Regions from separate parts of the Mus musculus genome. Here region 1 is linked to region 2. The links are chromatin contacts, called in public HiChIP or PLAC-seq maps. All regions are on one chromosome and are shown on one strand. Each heading gives the region's core, a stretch centred on a gene start, on an enhancer-like site or on the middle of the called end of the contact. The rest is flanking DNA. Distances are from core to core; before and after follow the strand shown.

The links. HiChIP or PLAC-seq counts read pairs in DNA pulled down with a chosen protein or histone mark.
Region 1: an H3K27ac HiChIP or PLAC-seq map of embryonic fibroblasts shows a contact between it and region 2, with 11 times the contacts expected there. The contact joins two enhancer-like sites. A contact is called at or near these places in 1 of 15 datasets of contacts at CTCF or cohesin (the NIH/3T3 cell line), 3 of 484 Hi-C or Micro-C datasets (the C2C12 cell line, cortical neurons and muscle stem cells) and 3 of 115 datasets of contacts at active chromatin or transcription factors (embryonic basal ganglia, embryonic fibroblasts and stem cell-derived neural progenitor cells).

The regions. Positions count from the first base shown.
Region 1 is chr13:60,403,866-60,411,459 of GRCm38.p6, forward strand. No RefSeq gene overlaps it. Among named protein-coding and RNA genes, the nearest start is that of Gm35333, 27 kb to the right of the region's middle. Within about 2 kb of position 6,031, at least 98 of the 459 cell types and tissues checked have an H3K27ac peak or open chromatin away from gene starts, as enhancers often do. A contact at or near this core is called in the C2C12 cell line, the NIH/3T3 cell line, embryonic fibroblasts and 1 more, where this site is marked.
Region 2 is chr13:59,870,710-59,877,383 of GRCm38.p6, forward strand. No RefSeq gene overlaps it. Among named protein-coding and RNA genes, the nearest start is that of Gm19866, 42 kb to the right of the region's middle. Within about 2 kb of position 4,997, at least 111 of the 459 cell types and tissues checked have an H3K27ac peak or open chromatin away from gene starts, as enhancers often do. A contact at or near this core is called in the C2C12 cell line, the NIH/3T3 cell line, embryonic fibroblasts and 1 more, where this site is marked.

The DNA of each region.
Region 1 (7,594 bases), core at 4,781-7,280, 530 kb after region 2:
TTCTCAAAAGGGCCTCCCACCCCAGCCTTCTCAAACTTGATAGATCCTGTGTGGGTAACCAACAGCCCTGCTGCTTTATACAAAAGAAATGATTTGTGTGTGAATCATGTATCAAGAAAATTGGCTTGTCACTTTATCCTAAAGATGTTATTTAGGGGTTTCTCTAAGTAGCACAAGGAGTGCTACTATGTTTCTTTTTTGTGCAAATACTACCCATCTCCTTCATGTTCACTTTTGAACAGGCTCAAGTGTTCATTCAGTACTTCACTGAAGAGCACAGGCAAGTGTGAGTCTGCCCTCTTTATCATTGTAAAGATGCAGCACTGAACAGGAACGCTGACAAGGTATTTATAGGTAACGTTCCTCTCCTATCTCAAGTAAATGCTGAATATCAACGAATACTTCTTCAAATATAAGCCGTCTGGAGGGATGGCTCGTCAGTTAACAGCACATGCTGCTCGTCCAGAGGACCAGAGTTCAGCTCCCAGCTCCTCGGTGACTCAGCTCCAGTGGAGGATCTGACGCCCTCTTCTGGACTCTATAGGTGCTGCAGTCACTGGCCTGAAGGTAGGTGTGTGTGTGTGTGTGTGTGTGTGTGTGTGTGTGTGTGCTTGTGCAAAAAATAAATATGTTTTGAAAAATGGCGATCTTTTAATATGTCTATACACATATTAATTTATTTTTCTCTCCTTGACTCAATTTTTATTCCACCCAGTTTGCTCCTTGGAAGAGCTAGTTCCTGTTTTTTGTTTGTTTGTTTGTTTGTTTGTTGTGTGTGTGTGTCTGTATGTGTGTGTGTGGTGTGTGTGTGTATGTGGTGTGTATGTGTATGTGGTGTGTGTGTATATGTGGTGTGTGTGTGTGTGTGTATTTGTGTGTGTGTGTGTCTGTATGTGGTGTGTGTGTGTGTGTATTTGTGTGTGTGTCTGTATGTGTATGGTGTGTGTGTGTGTGTGTGTGTGTGTGTATGGTGTGTGTGTGTATATATGTATGGTTGCTGACTGTTATCCTCACTTTGGCCTGTGATATCTAGCCATTGGTGAATGACTCCCTTCAATATTATTCTTACCACTTAGGAACTGTGGTATCTTTGTTAGAATCTGATGCCTTCTTGAGATCAAGACTTCTTACCATTGACTCCACCTTTCAAATGTGTTTAGAATAATCATGATGTTCACAGTCATCTTTGGAAATGACCTCACAAGTTTCCATCTGCATTCCCTGGTCTTCCAGGACAATTATTTCTTTGACCCACGAGGGATTTCAAACTTCTCATAACTTCTAAACACAGCACCTGTTCTCAACTTGTTAGCTTTCAAGTGTCCAAAGAGAGAACACTGAATGCAGCTGTGGAGGAAGAACTTTAACCAGCCTCCTCTGGCACTGCCTCTCAGCTCTCCTGCTCCACACGAAGTGTTGTGGCACCATGGCAGGAGGATGTACCAAGCAAATGTATGCTTTATAATATCTGCAGGGACATCCTTTCCATGCTCTGAGCTGCTGTGTGCTAGTTACACTGTTGGGTCAGTAGGCAGAGTCATGTGACTCCTGCCTTGCTCCAGAGAGTATATAGCAGCAGACCGGGTTCCTCCCTGGCCTGCCAGCTGAGGCAGGGCTGAAGTTCCTAGCGCTGTCACAGATCATAGCCTGCTTCCTTCATACACAGTCTCTGAACTCTCACTAAGCACCTGAACTTCACCTCTCTGCCATCTATCTGCCTTCCCCTTTGTGGTATCAATTCTGACTTTGAGGGAGCTCCTCCCATGATTCTTTGCTGACCCAGCATCTAGCCCTGTCCCAGCTGGTGCAGGTGTGCCAAGGAATGACGGGAAGAGTGACCAACATATTCATGTATTTCTTCTGCTGCCTAACAAACAGTGGAGTTCACATCAAGAAACGCATCCAAACATCTATGATAATAAGTGCACATGGGATCTCAGATCTGAGACAGGAACTGCTATAAAGATGCAGGTATATTTTTCTCATTTTGTACATTTCTTGTAGATGTTTCTGGTTACAGATGGGGAGATTGGAGACAGTGAGACTCTGGAGCTTGCCAAGGTCAGAGAGCCTGGACTTGGATCCAGAGCCACTTCCCTTTGCCACATTTTGGTAGTCTTTCCAGGAGAGTGAATTAAAACTGAATAAATAAAAGTACAAAAAGGAAGATGGTCACAAAGTCAGTGCCAACGTTGTTTTTACACAACAGATTGAGGCCAGTTCTAACTGGGTTTGTAGAGACTGCTATGTACACACCCTCAGTAGCCTCTAAGAATAAAAACCCAGGACCAGAGAGGTTGTCTTCGTAGAAGAGACAACACAATCAGCCATCATATGTTCAGCAGACCACATTCTAGATCATTCTAGAGCTAAATGATGAATGAATGAATGAGCTAAAGCCTTCTGTGGGCCACCGTGATCAAGGGATGGCTTCATCTGGAGAACTGTCTGCCTTAGAAAGTAATGTCCATAAATAGAGAAATACTGTGGGTTGTGTTAGGATTGACAAGGAGAGCTAACAGCTCCAAAAACTGTGGCTCTTGCCCTTTGCCACCCATTCCAGCTGGTCTCCTGTACAATGAAACGATGAATTTATTATTTGATGCCAAGCACTTTGTGTCAGTAGCACCAGAAGCACAAAGCACTCCATAACTTTATCTGCAACCGAAGTTCTATCACCTGCACATATGACAACCTCTGCTTGATTCTTTGAGGGCTAACGTCGTGCTTTAAGTTTTAATTGCTGTGCTTAAGAGACCTAGAAAACAAAATGCCTCTAACATGTAAAACCTACCTGTAAGCCCCAATTGCCCAAGGAATTCCTGGAATAATGTGGACTGTTCATGCAAGAGAATAAATCGTATTTTTTCACTTCAGTAAGCAAGGTTGGTTGCACTGAATAACACAGAGACCCACAGAAAAACAGTTGGTGGAGCCCAGGGAGTCTCGCGGAAGGGCTGGGGAAAGGATTGAGGAACCTGGAGAGGATGGGAACGCCACAGGAAGACCAACAGAGTCAACTAACCTGAACCCTTGGGGGCTCCTAGAGACTGAACCACCAACCAAAGAGCATACAAGGGCTGGATCTAGAACTCTCACACAAACTCCTGCAGGTCCCCCAACAACTGGAGTGGGGCTTACTCTGACACTGTTGCCTGCCTGTAGATCTTGCTCTCCTAACTGGGCTGGCTTGTCTGGGCTCAGTGGGAAAGGATGTATCTTGTCTTGCAGTGACTTGATGTCCCAGGGTGGGTTGGTTCCTGAGAGGGACCTCCCCCTTCTCAGAGGTGAAGGGGAGGAGGAATAGGGAAAGAGGCTGTGTGAGTAGTGGGGACTGAGAGCAGTCAAGCCCCACCATGAGCTATTATTTTCATTCATCATCTTTATCATGCTATTCAAATCAAAAGGGTTCTATTAACCTTGCATGGATGGCCATTCCTCCCTCCCTGACAGTTCTCCACCTGAAATTCACTCAACCATATCATAAAAACACCCCCAAATAATTCCTGTGCACTGGGCATGTGCAGAGCCTCTGCCCTGTTATTCCCTAAGCAATGCAGTGCAGTTACTTACATAGCACTTGATCTTTGACAGCATGCAGAGGATGAGAGCGGTTATATACAAATACTGCCCTACTTATGTGAAAGACTTGAGCGTGTACAGACACTGATACCCTTGGCAGCCTTGGAGCCTTCCCCATGGATGCCAAGAAACCACTCTGCTTCTTGATGGCAGAAGCTCACACCAGGAGCATCAACTCCAGGGCTGTCACTTCAAGCTCACTTTCCCTATAACTGTGAAACGAATGGCGGTTTCCCCAGGTGTTGTTCACTCAAATGTATTTACTGAAAACTTAGGGTATGCCAGATACTCTAAGGTACTCCCAGTAAATAGAAAGAAATGATTGATAGATAAATAAAGCAGAGAAGGAGGGACCTGCCCACCATTAATGCCTGCTTAGATATACAGACTCCATTGGAACAATGAGGCTAACACCGCCTCCCCTCCTCACTCCTTCCCGGTTGATCCTCCCACTCCAGCATGGTACTGCCTACCTGAAGAGTCTCTGGCTTCAGCCCTTCTCTTGTTTGGCTTTCACCCAGTAAGTCTGACAAAGGAGCAGTCATTAGAACACATCTTCTTTGTATTCCTACAGTCAGGGGTTACAAAAGATGATCCAGGGAACCCTCCACATGCCTGGAGAAAGTAGCTTTACCTTTCTGTTCCAGTCAAGGATACATTTCACTTTATAGAACAGGGCCATCTCTCAACTCCAAGTGCAGGGCAGAAGAGAATGCGTTTGTACATGTGTTGCCAGCCTTGGCCATGGTCAAAAAGCACTTCTGTACTCTGGCTTTGTGGACAGGCTAGCTCTGCCTCCATCTTTGTCTCAAATGCAATAGCCATCCGTTTTCATCTATAATATCTGCTCTCTGTTGTTTTGAACACTTCGAGCATGACCTACTTCTACAATGTGACTTTTGGGGACTATACCTCCAGTCTCAGAAATGGGCCAAATGTCACTAACCTGGGCATCAAGGCACATAATCCACAGAGCCACAGAATGGGTGGAAGAAGGTGCCCGACTCACTTTTGCCAGCCAGAGACATCCCAGGAGTGAGTGAGTCCAGAAGGAAGTATCTTGCTCTTTGTCATTCTGGATGAGCTAGAGATAATGACCCTGGATTGATTATCCCTTGTTGGGGTGGGTATGAGACGCTACCTAAAAGAATAAGCAAACACTAGAGCATAGACATCTGAGCCATAGGAAAAGCGAACCTTAATGATTACACTGGAGTTCCTGAACACAGCTGGGGTTTCAGAGACAATGGATATATTCCCTTCATCCAAGGAGTTTAGGGCCTGTGGGTACCAGAGATGCTTCCTTCCATACTACAGTGGGGCAGAATTGGTCCTTCACACAGGGAAGCAGCACCTGGCAGAGGCAGAAACCCACTTAGGGAAAAAGAAGAAGGAGACCTGGGATGGTGAGGTTGTACAGGCAGGATGGCTGAGATGGCACAATTCAGGAAATGCCAGCTTCCTGGTGGTTTGAGTAGGAATGGCCCCCACAGACTTGTGTGTTTGCATGTTTGACCCATAGGGAGGGGCACTATTCAGAGGTGTGGCCTTGGAGGAAGTGTGTCACGGCAGGGGCTGGCTTTGAAGTCTCAGATGTTCAAGCTAGGTCGGGCGTGGGTCATTTGCTTTTCCTGCTGTCTGTGGATCCAGATAGAGAACTCTCGGCTCCTTCTCCAGCACCATTTCTGTCTGTCTGCCTTCCACCATGTTTCTTACACCATGACAAGGATGGACTGAACCTCTGAACTGTAAGCCAGCCCCAATTGAATGTTCTCTATAACAGTTGCTGTGGTCATGGTGTCTCTTCACAGCAATAAAGCCCTAAGGATAACACCAGGGAACAAGGGTATACAGGAAGCCAGTGGTATACTTACCAGAGGGCTGTTACTGAACACAATTCAAGAAATAGGGGGGACCCAAGGCAGGAGGCAGAGTGGGACAGACCAATAGCCGTCTTAATGGGCACCTTCAGCCAAACCAGCAGCAGGCAGTGTTCACCCTGCAAGCCCTCTGTCCCCACCCCTCTGCTTTGAACGATACCCAGAACTTTGGGATCCTGGAGTCCAGAGCAGCAGGAGATCGCTTATTCGCGTGTTCATAGCAAAATGAGCGAAAACATGGTTCATGCAGAGTCAGTATATGGGTTTTTTTGTTATTGATGTTGCTTTTTGTTTGGTTGGTTTTGTTTGTCTGTTTGTTGTTGATGGAATTAGTTACAGCCAGTCTCTCTTATCCCCATATTCCTAGTAATTCCAGGACTTGGATGGCGGGGTAGGGAGCCACAAAATTCCTCGTCATAAATCCTAGGGCCCATCCCCAACAGCCGAGGCTCAGATGCGAATCGTTTTTCATTTGGTCTCAAGTCATTTTTTGAAAGGCCTGTTTTTCATTAGGAAGGTAACTTGAGAGTCCCTGGGGGAAGGAAGGGGGTGTGCGCCAGGCAGAAGAGAGCTGATTTTCCCTTCTGACTCAGGCTTGCTCTTTCCCTGGCTCTCCTTGGTCTAAGTGCGGCCAAGCCTTTTGCAATTTATGGAGACAAAAGAAAGAGAGGGAGGGGGAGAAAGGGAGGGAAGGGAGAAATCACACATAAATCTTAGATTCCACAGCAATTTTATCGGTGTGTGTGTGTGTGTGTGTGTGTGTGTGTGTGTGTGTGTGTGTGTGTGTTTGCTTGCATATTTTCATAAAACAGGCACAGTCAAAAGGCACTGGCTTTTTTTTTTTTTTTTTTTTTGGCCACACGGGTGTCTGTCATGGGTTGAATACGTCCCAGGTGTGGCTCCTTCAGCATTCCGTGTACACATGGTTCTCATTACTGCATCCCCAAGGGCTTGGAAGCACGCGCTTCTACCTCCCCCACACAGCCACAACTGAGAACAGGCAGATGCCAACTGGAAGGGCAGTGTTAGAAAACCAGTACTGGAGATGAAGCCTGCACAGGCCTGTAAACTGCAAGCCATCTCCTACCCCACCGGGTCTCACAGGCCTTCTCTAAATGCCCATCCCTGAATCTACTGGTGACTGGACACAGAGATCCTAGGGCACAAGAGAACCAAGGCCTAAGGAGGCCACATCATATCTTCTGGTGACCACTTCATTGTCTGTCTGTGGGTCTGTGAATAAACTCATACTACTGTGATGAGAATATTTGGATTTTTAAAATGCTTTCATTTGACAATCTCTTCTCTAAAGGGCTATTTATAGTAAGCAGAGAGTTGAGGTTAGATCAAGAGCTCGGTGCTTACGAATGCTTTCTGCTCTTCCAGGGGACTTGGGTTTGGTTGCCAGCACCCAAGTCTCACAACTTCTGCTCCAGGGGACCCAGCACCATCTTCTAACATCCAGGTACTTGTGTACCTGCACAAACCCACGCACAAATGCACATGTGCACACATAACTAGGAGTAAAATTACATCTTAGTGATTCTCTTTCCTACTGTGATAATAAGGGGAAGAGAAGCAGCTCGGAGATTGTGCAAGCAGGCGGCCACGAGCCTTAATAAAGGATGCTTTGAGACTTGGGAAAGGTTCTTCTCCTCCTGCTACTTTGGCTTCCTCCTCTGGAAAACTGAGGGTTAAACCACATGATCCCTTGGCAGCCTCCACCATTGGAATACTGAGCTTCTCCTTATTGAATATAGGTCCTTAAAAAAAGAAAAGTAAAACTATAAAGATAAATGCAGGATTGACTATATAACCCTTATCCAAAAAGGTACAGGAACAGAAAGTGGGCATTGCAGTTGAACACACCTAACCCAAAGTATCAAAAGTGCAAAATGTCCCAACCTATACCGATCTTGGAAGGCTGTGTGGGTCCTCAGGACGTTTTAGGGGACTGGAGTATATTGATTTCAGATCTTCATATCAGGGCTGTTCAGCTTTAGCATTCCAGTTACAACAAAGAGAAACTACAATCTTCCATGGTCATTAAGAAAGGTAAGTCGCCATTAGAGTGGGAGTGTGGAAATGCTTTAGGCAGGTGCAGCTCACCGAAGACAGACTGGAGTTCGTTA
Region 2 (6,674 bases), core at 3,747-6,246:
ACAGAGAAACCCTGTCTCGAAAAAAAACAAAACAACAACAACAAACAAACAAAAATCTTAAAAACAAAAAAAGCTGGCTATGGTGGCACAGTGACTTTAATCCCAGTTCTTGGGAGGCAGAGGCAGGTGGGCCTCTGAGTTTTAAGGCCAGCCTGGTCTAACAAAGTGAGTACCGGGACAGTCATAACTACAAAGAGAAACCCTGTCACAAAACAAACACAAAAACAAAAACAAAAACAAAAACAAAAATAAAACAAAACAAAAAGAAGTTTAAAGCCATCACGATTAATCATGTTCTTCCCCCCACCCCCATCCCCCACTGTCATTGCACATCCAAGGTTAAGGATTAATTCTGGTGGCAGCTTTGGGGGCTTTGGGGGCTTTGGGCCACGGTTGGTTGGCCGGCTGCTGCCTGTTGATTTGGGGCCTGTGGTGAGGCCTGTGGTAGCAGGAGTCTGTGCTGGAGCAGCTCATCACTTCCACGGCCTGGAAGGAACCACAGGTAAGAAGCGGAAGGGTTGGAGGTTCCCTGTGGTGAAAATGTTTCCAGTGACCTAAAACTTTTCTTGGCCTCCCCTCTCAAAGTCTGCAACATCCCTGTAACTCCTCAACACCTGGGTCTTTGGGAGAGGATAGGGCCAAAGCAGAGCGATTGAGTACATTTCACAGTATTTAGGAAGCTACACGGGCCCCACCTGTAAATCTCTCTTAATAAACCAAACAAACAGAAGAGAATCGACTTACTGTCTGTTACCGAGCTCCAGCTCTGCTCCGACTTTTGCAATTTGACATAAACTAGAGGCACCTGGGGAAAGGGAACTTCCGTTGGGGAAGCACCTTCATCAGATTAGTTCATGGACACGGTTGTGCAGGACTTTCTTGATTGCCAGACTATGGAGGAAGGCCACGCCCACCACGGATGGTACAAGCCCCTCCCAGTAGCTGGTGGTGGTGGTGGGGGGGGGGTTCGGAAGCCAGCCAGAGCATCCCTTGAGATCTCTGTTTCTTCAGTTTCTGCCTCCGGGTTCCTGCTTGAGTCTCTGTCTTGGCTTCCGTCAGTGTTGGTCCGGTAATCTGCCCCAAGTAGCTTTTTTGTCCCGGTGTTATCACAGTAGCAGAGAGGCAGGCTAGGTAACCTTTAAATATATAGACTAGGCTGGGGTGCAGGCACTGGAGGGAAGGGCTTACGTAGATGGTACCACATTTCTGAGACGTAGACACCAAGAATGAGATAATAGACACCATTTGCCTGTAAATTGGGTTACTGTGTGATTGATGGTGAGGAATCCACCTAAGAGAGGCGTTCTGCACTAAAACATGAGAATCCGTGAATTCATTTCCAATTCAAGCGAGCAAACACCAGCCCATCTAGACCTCTGCAGTAGACCTGATGGTGTCTACAGTGATGTTTTTACCTGAGCCAGCACGACTCCTGTGAGCTTTCCGATGCTCTGAAGTAAGTCCTTGAGCTACTTGAGTAGAAATGAGGAAAAGACTGTCTCTAGTGCTTCAAAATGTGTGGAAGTTCTTGTCGCAGCTCTCCTGTTAAAGTCTGGTCTTAAGCCCCAACACTATGTAATTAATATAATTCATGTTATGGTTGAGTAAAGAGATATTTTTTTCTAAAAGCAAACTATACTGAGAATTCACTGAAGAGATTAAAAGGGTTAGTGAAGTTTAGTGTAATCTTATGATCTGTTTTGAATAAATTTGCCGCATCTTGTTGATGTTCAATCCTTATGAGCCACGGAGGGGGGTAGAAACTTCACACTGGGAATTTTGGAAAGTGACTGGGGCTGGCTAAGACTGGCAGCTCCCGTGATTGAATCCTGGTGGGTTTTCTATGAAGGCAGAGACCAGAAGAGGCACACATGCCGTCTCCCTGTCTCTCACTGTGTCACACTTGGCCTCCCTTCAGGAGTCTGGCCACAAGATGCTGTCTCCTCATGCAACCTTTGACCCTGGAGCGGAACTGTGAGCCTCCGTTCTTTATAGCTTACCGACTTGGTGGGGATTCTGTCCTTAATGACAGAGAATATCAGAGCTGCTGAGGTGAGACTTTCTCAAGCATTGTGTTTAGTTAAATCTTCGCAGGAGCTGGAGCCAGGAAAGTCCCAGGAGTTGCTTCCTGCCCAATAGCTCTGGGGAGCTCCGGAGCCTCGGTGTTCCTCGTGTGTAAAGTGGAACGGCAGTACGGAGTGAGGTGTTGAAGCAAGAGTGACTGTACCGCTCAGCCATGACAGTGGGTTCCTGTGTCGCCTGTACATGGATGGGATGCTACTATTAACATCCTTACTCCTGGGAGCCACAAAACTGGTCCCAGCTGAGTAGTTTGTGGAACGTTTAGGGCTAGCACCTGAAGATTATGTTCTAAGCGATTCCAGTACTTTCTCCCAGAACTCCGTGAGAGGTCCTGCAGGGCAGCTTAGGCCTTCTCCATCCCTGCTCCCAATGTATTTTGTTAAGCTAATAAAGGAATGGGCTCAAATACTTTTACTTCAATTGTACTTAAAATTATGTTTTTAAGGAAATAATTTGAAGGGCTATGGATACCATACTTCTTTTTCCCCTTCTTTGGCTTAAAAAGAAAGAATATGGTACCTACACCTTTTGGCTGGAGGGAGATTTTAATAAAGATCATTAGAAATGTGCTATTATATGGCAAATTGTCTATAAATTAGCATGGCCTGCGTGCTCCAGGAGAGATTTTGGCCTTTTTTCCCTCTTGTGTTTTTTTTTTTTTTTTTTTTCTCTTCAAAATACCTTAGTATTTGCTTTAATAACTTTTTTTTTGTTTAGTTAACTGATGACTGATTATTTTATTGAATAAAACTCATTAGTTTTATATCAACATGAGATTGCTGTTTTTTTTTTCTTTTCTATTCTAAATTGGAAATGTATGGACACTTAACCTAGAAACTCTCGCCAATGTGATTTATATTCAGAAAATTTATTTACTTTCATATTATTAACAAAAATCACTGTTGTGTTCCAATCTTTGTTCTCTGAGGATAAATCGTCAGCGAATCACTTCCGGCCGCTGCAAATCACTTCCGGCCGCTGCAAATCACTTCCGGCCGCTCTGTACCTCAGAGCCCAGGCAGCCTAGAGCTGACCGGTGGTCATCAGTAAGTGCAGCTCAGAGGGGGAGAACATGCCTCCTGTTCCTCCTTAAACTGTGGGGAGGGCAGGGAGACGGAGAGGAAGAAGTTTAGAACCTGCCTTCACCGTGCCTGAGGAAGACAGCTCAGAATAATTACTAGTGCCTTAAATAAGAAACTGTAAGAAACGGGCTCCATGGGGCGTTGCTTCACTCAGCCTCGAACATTTGGTACCTTATCTTTCAACTCCAGACCCCAAGAGGAATTTAGACATAGCTGAAAACAAAAAACCAAAAAAACAAATGGGGCCAGGACTGCTTTAAAAAGCTAAACTAGAACCCACTGGTTTCTGACCCATCTGCCTGCCTTTTCTCTAGAAAACAACCCTGGAATGTTCCAGAAGGTTTCATGAGGCTGCATCTCTGTGCTGCTTCCTCTCCCCCCCCTGCCCCCAGACACAGCATATTTAACCAATTTAGTTTACAGAGGGAGTTCAAGTTTTTTCTAGCTTGCTTTATCCAACTGTAACTTTGGGATCATAAATATGCTTACGTCTCCTGGGGAACATTCTCTTGTACTGCATTTTGGAGATGCTGTCCAGATGTGAGAGGGTTTTATCCTGTCCCCCTCTGAGAGTCCCTCTGAGCCAGGACATTGCAGTGGAACGTGGTATGTCTTTTGTAAGGCGCCAAGCAGCTTGGTGGATGAGATTGTTGTTTGTGGGGACAGGAGTACACCTCTTTCCAATACAGAGAACCAACAGATGCTGAGAGTTTGGGGATGCTGTCAGAACAAGGCCAGGTTGATTAAGGTCCACCATTTCCTGTTCCTGGATGCTGTGACCTTAGAGTCCTAAGTCTTGGGATGCAGCCTGCAAGAGCCCGAAAGGTTGGGAGGAGAGTCTGCAAGGCTGCCTCCCAGCACTGTCACTGCTCAATGACTGCCATATGTAGGGAGAACCAGCGACACTCGTCTTAAGATCTTGGGAATGTCTATGGCCCACTTCAACTGTATAAGTGAAAGAATGCTGGCTCCCTGACCTTTGTAACCCCCTCCCCCCTTTATTTTTTGACAAAGGGAAAGCAGATGGTCTGGGAAGCCATGCAATTTCATGCGTTGTCTAATAAAACCGGAATTGCTGACTCTGGTGAGCACAGAAGGACTCTGTTTGCCTCTTCCCTTGTCCTCAGAGTTTGCTTCCTGAGCTGGGGTAAGAGTGGTTATCTGTGGTCCCCGGGCTCCAATCTTTTCTATAGACCACCTCAATGGACACAGAGATTGTTGGTTTCTGGGTCTTCTTTTGTAGGTGCTTCAAGATCTCAAGTTATAGAACTTAAGTTGGAACCTGTCATAGTTGAGAAGCAATAAAGCAACAAGACGAGAAGACGATGCTTTCTAAGCACTGGCGGCGTGGCTGCTGAATGGTGTCCTGCCAGTCTCTTAGCTCTTCTGAATCCCTGGTCTGTCACTTATGACAAGGGCAGATGGCAGCAGCAGCTTCACCATGAGGAGCAAATGAGACAGTGTTTCTCAGAAGCAGGTTGAAGTGGCCAGGATCTTAAGATCTGTTACAATGTGGCCATACACACATCAGTGGGTCATGATTTGGAAAGGTGACTGCCGAGAAGGGGGCAGGGAATGATGCAAAGCACAGAAATGAATTTTTTATTCTTTGATAGTCATTTGCTGAGAGTTGATAAGGCTGTGACTAGGTTGCCCTGTGAGCTATACATCATTCTTTAGAAATAGTTTGTAACTCCATCAGTATCACTGGCTTGATGGTAACAAGCTGCTATTCTTTGTTTATATTCTTAGCGCACAGCTATAGCCTCTAGCTATTGCTTAAAGAGACCTAGCCTTAATCAGAAATATTTGTGGTTTGTATAGGGACAGACAGTGTCAGAACCACATGACCATCTGAGGGTGGCTGTTGTATTGCCCCAAGGAGAGTCTCCCTGGGGCTGGGCTGGTTGGTTTTACAGGAGCTGAGGTTTAGACTTCCTGTTAAGAAAGTTGCATCATAGCAAACAGAACTTGCTGTCTAAGCAGGCACTGGTGGTGTTCTCAAGGGAGAAGAGCAGATGTTGCCCTTTTTAGGAAGAGGAAGAGGCAGGCAGGTTTGTGAGAAGTCAGCATGTTGGCATCTGCTCTGCTGTGTCAGATCCCACGTAACCTCGTATTTCCCAAGTCAGCTTGGTGGACATTTAATTAATGATAGGGCTGTGCTTTCCCTCCCCTCCAGTGGGGCTGGTGTTTCATCCGAGTGTGAAGCGGCTTTGCTTTTCTCTCTATGGATCTGTGCTGTACTCGGGGTTGTTTGTGCTTTTGTACTGTATTGAGAATTGTATCAGAAACAGCTAATGTTTTCTGAAGGCACAGGAACCCTATAATCATGAAACTACCTGTGACCTCATGTAGATATTCACACCATGTCTCTGATGGCAACGACGTGAGGACCTTAAAACATTCTTGCTTGTGCTTTCTCCTGCGGACATGATTTTTTTCTGGACCTGACTTTGCTTTTCTTTGGGAAGAGAATTTTCATGTGTGTGGAAGACTCAAGATGCATTGATGTATGTTTCTGGGACTTTTGAAGACAATTTAGGAACACTTAGAAGCTTATTGTTGTATATTATCTTAAATCTAAATCCTGGGAAGAGTCAGGGCTTATCTGAGACTCTTCCTGGGTCATCTGACCCTTGAAGACATGCTGTAAGTGACAAATCGCAGTGGATGCCAAGATACTGAACTGGCTAGCCACGGTAGGAGCAGATGCGGAGATAGGTTGGGGTTCAGTCCTACCATGGATATGGCTGACCTTCTGCTATTTTGGAATCTGGAGGTGAGCTTACTCAGAAAGCTCCTGGTTTTATGCCCTCTGAGGCTAATTCCATGTTTAGTGTCCCTCACTGCTTCAGGAGTCATGATGAATATACAGTCATCATCAGTTCAAGGGAGCCTTGCCATCAGCAATCCACGCTGGAAGCTCCAAACACTAACACTTCTGTGTGCTTTCAGGAGGGTTTCCAAGGCTGTAAGAACCCTTTGCCTTCATAGTGTTTGTGGTGGTTGTTGCTGATCATCCTTCTGTTTGCCCATGGGGACTGATCTGAGAGCTGTGTTTACCTGTGCTGATAGCAGCTGGGCCTGTGAATCTGTGTTCAGTATTTGCAAAGACAAGGGTGGGAAAGATTCTTGGGAGCTTTCCAGTATCAGAGGTCAAAGACTTGGCCTAGGGGCTCCCCCAATGGTGTTTGATGTGACCCATTTGTGTGGCATTTTATAACCTCGCAATGGTCTGAGAATTTAATCTAGTTTCTTCTTTCACCCCATGTGGATATATGTTGGCATCCTGATTGCATATGAGACCTTGTTTTAGTATTTAACACACCATTTTTCCTTCTGCCCATAACCAGCAGCTGATGTAACTGCAGCCAAGATCAGCTTCGGTAGCATGTGTTGAAAAAAATTAGTTTACAAATGTATTAAATTGGAAGTCCTAGCTTAACACTACCCTGTATTGTCTATGTTATATGGGATGGACAGTTGCCAATACTATCCATCTATGTTTGT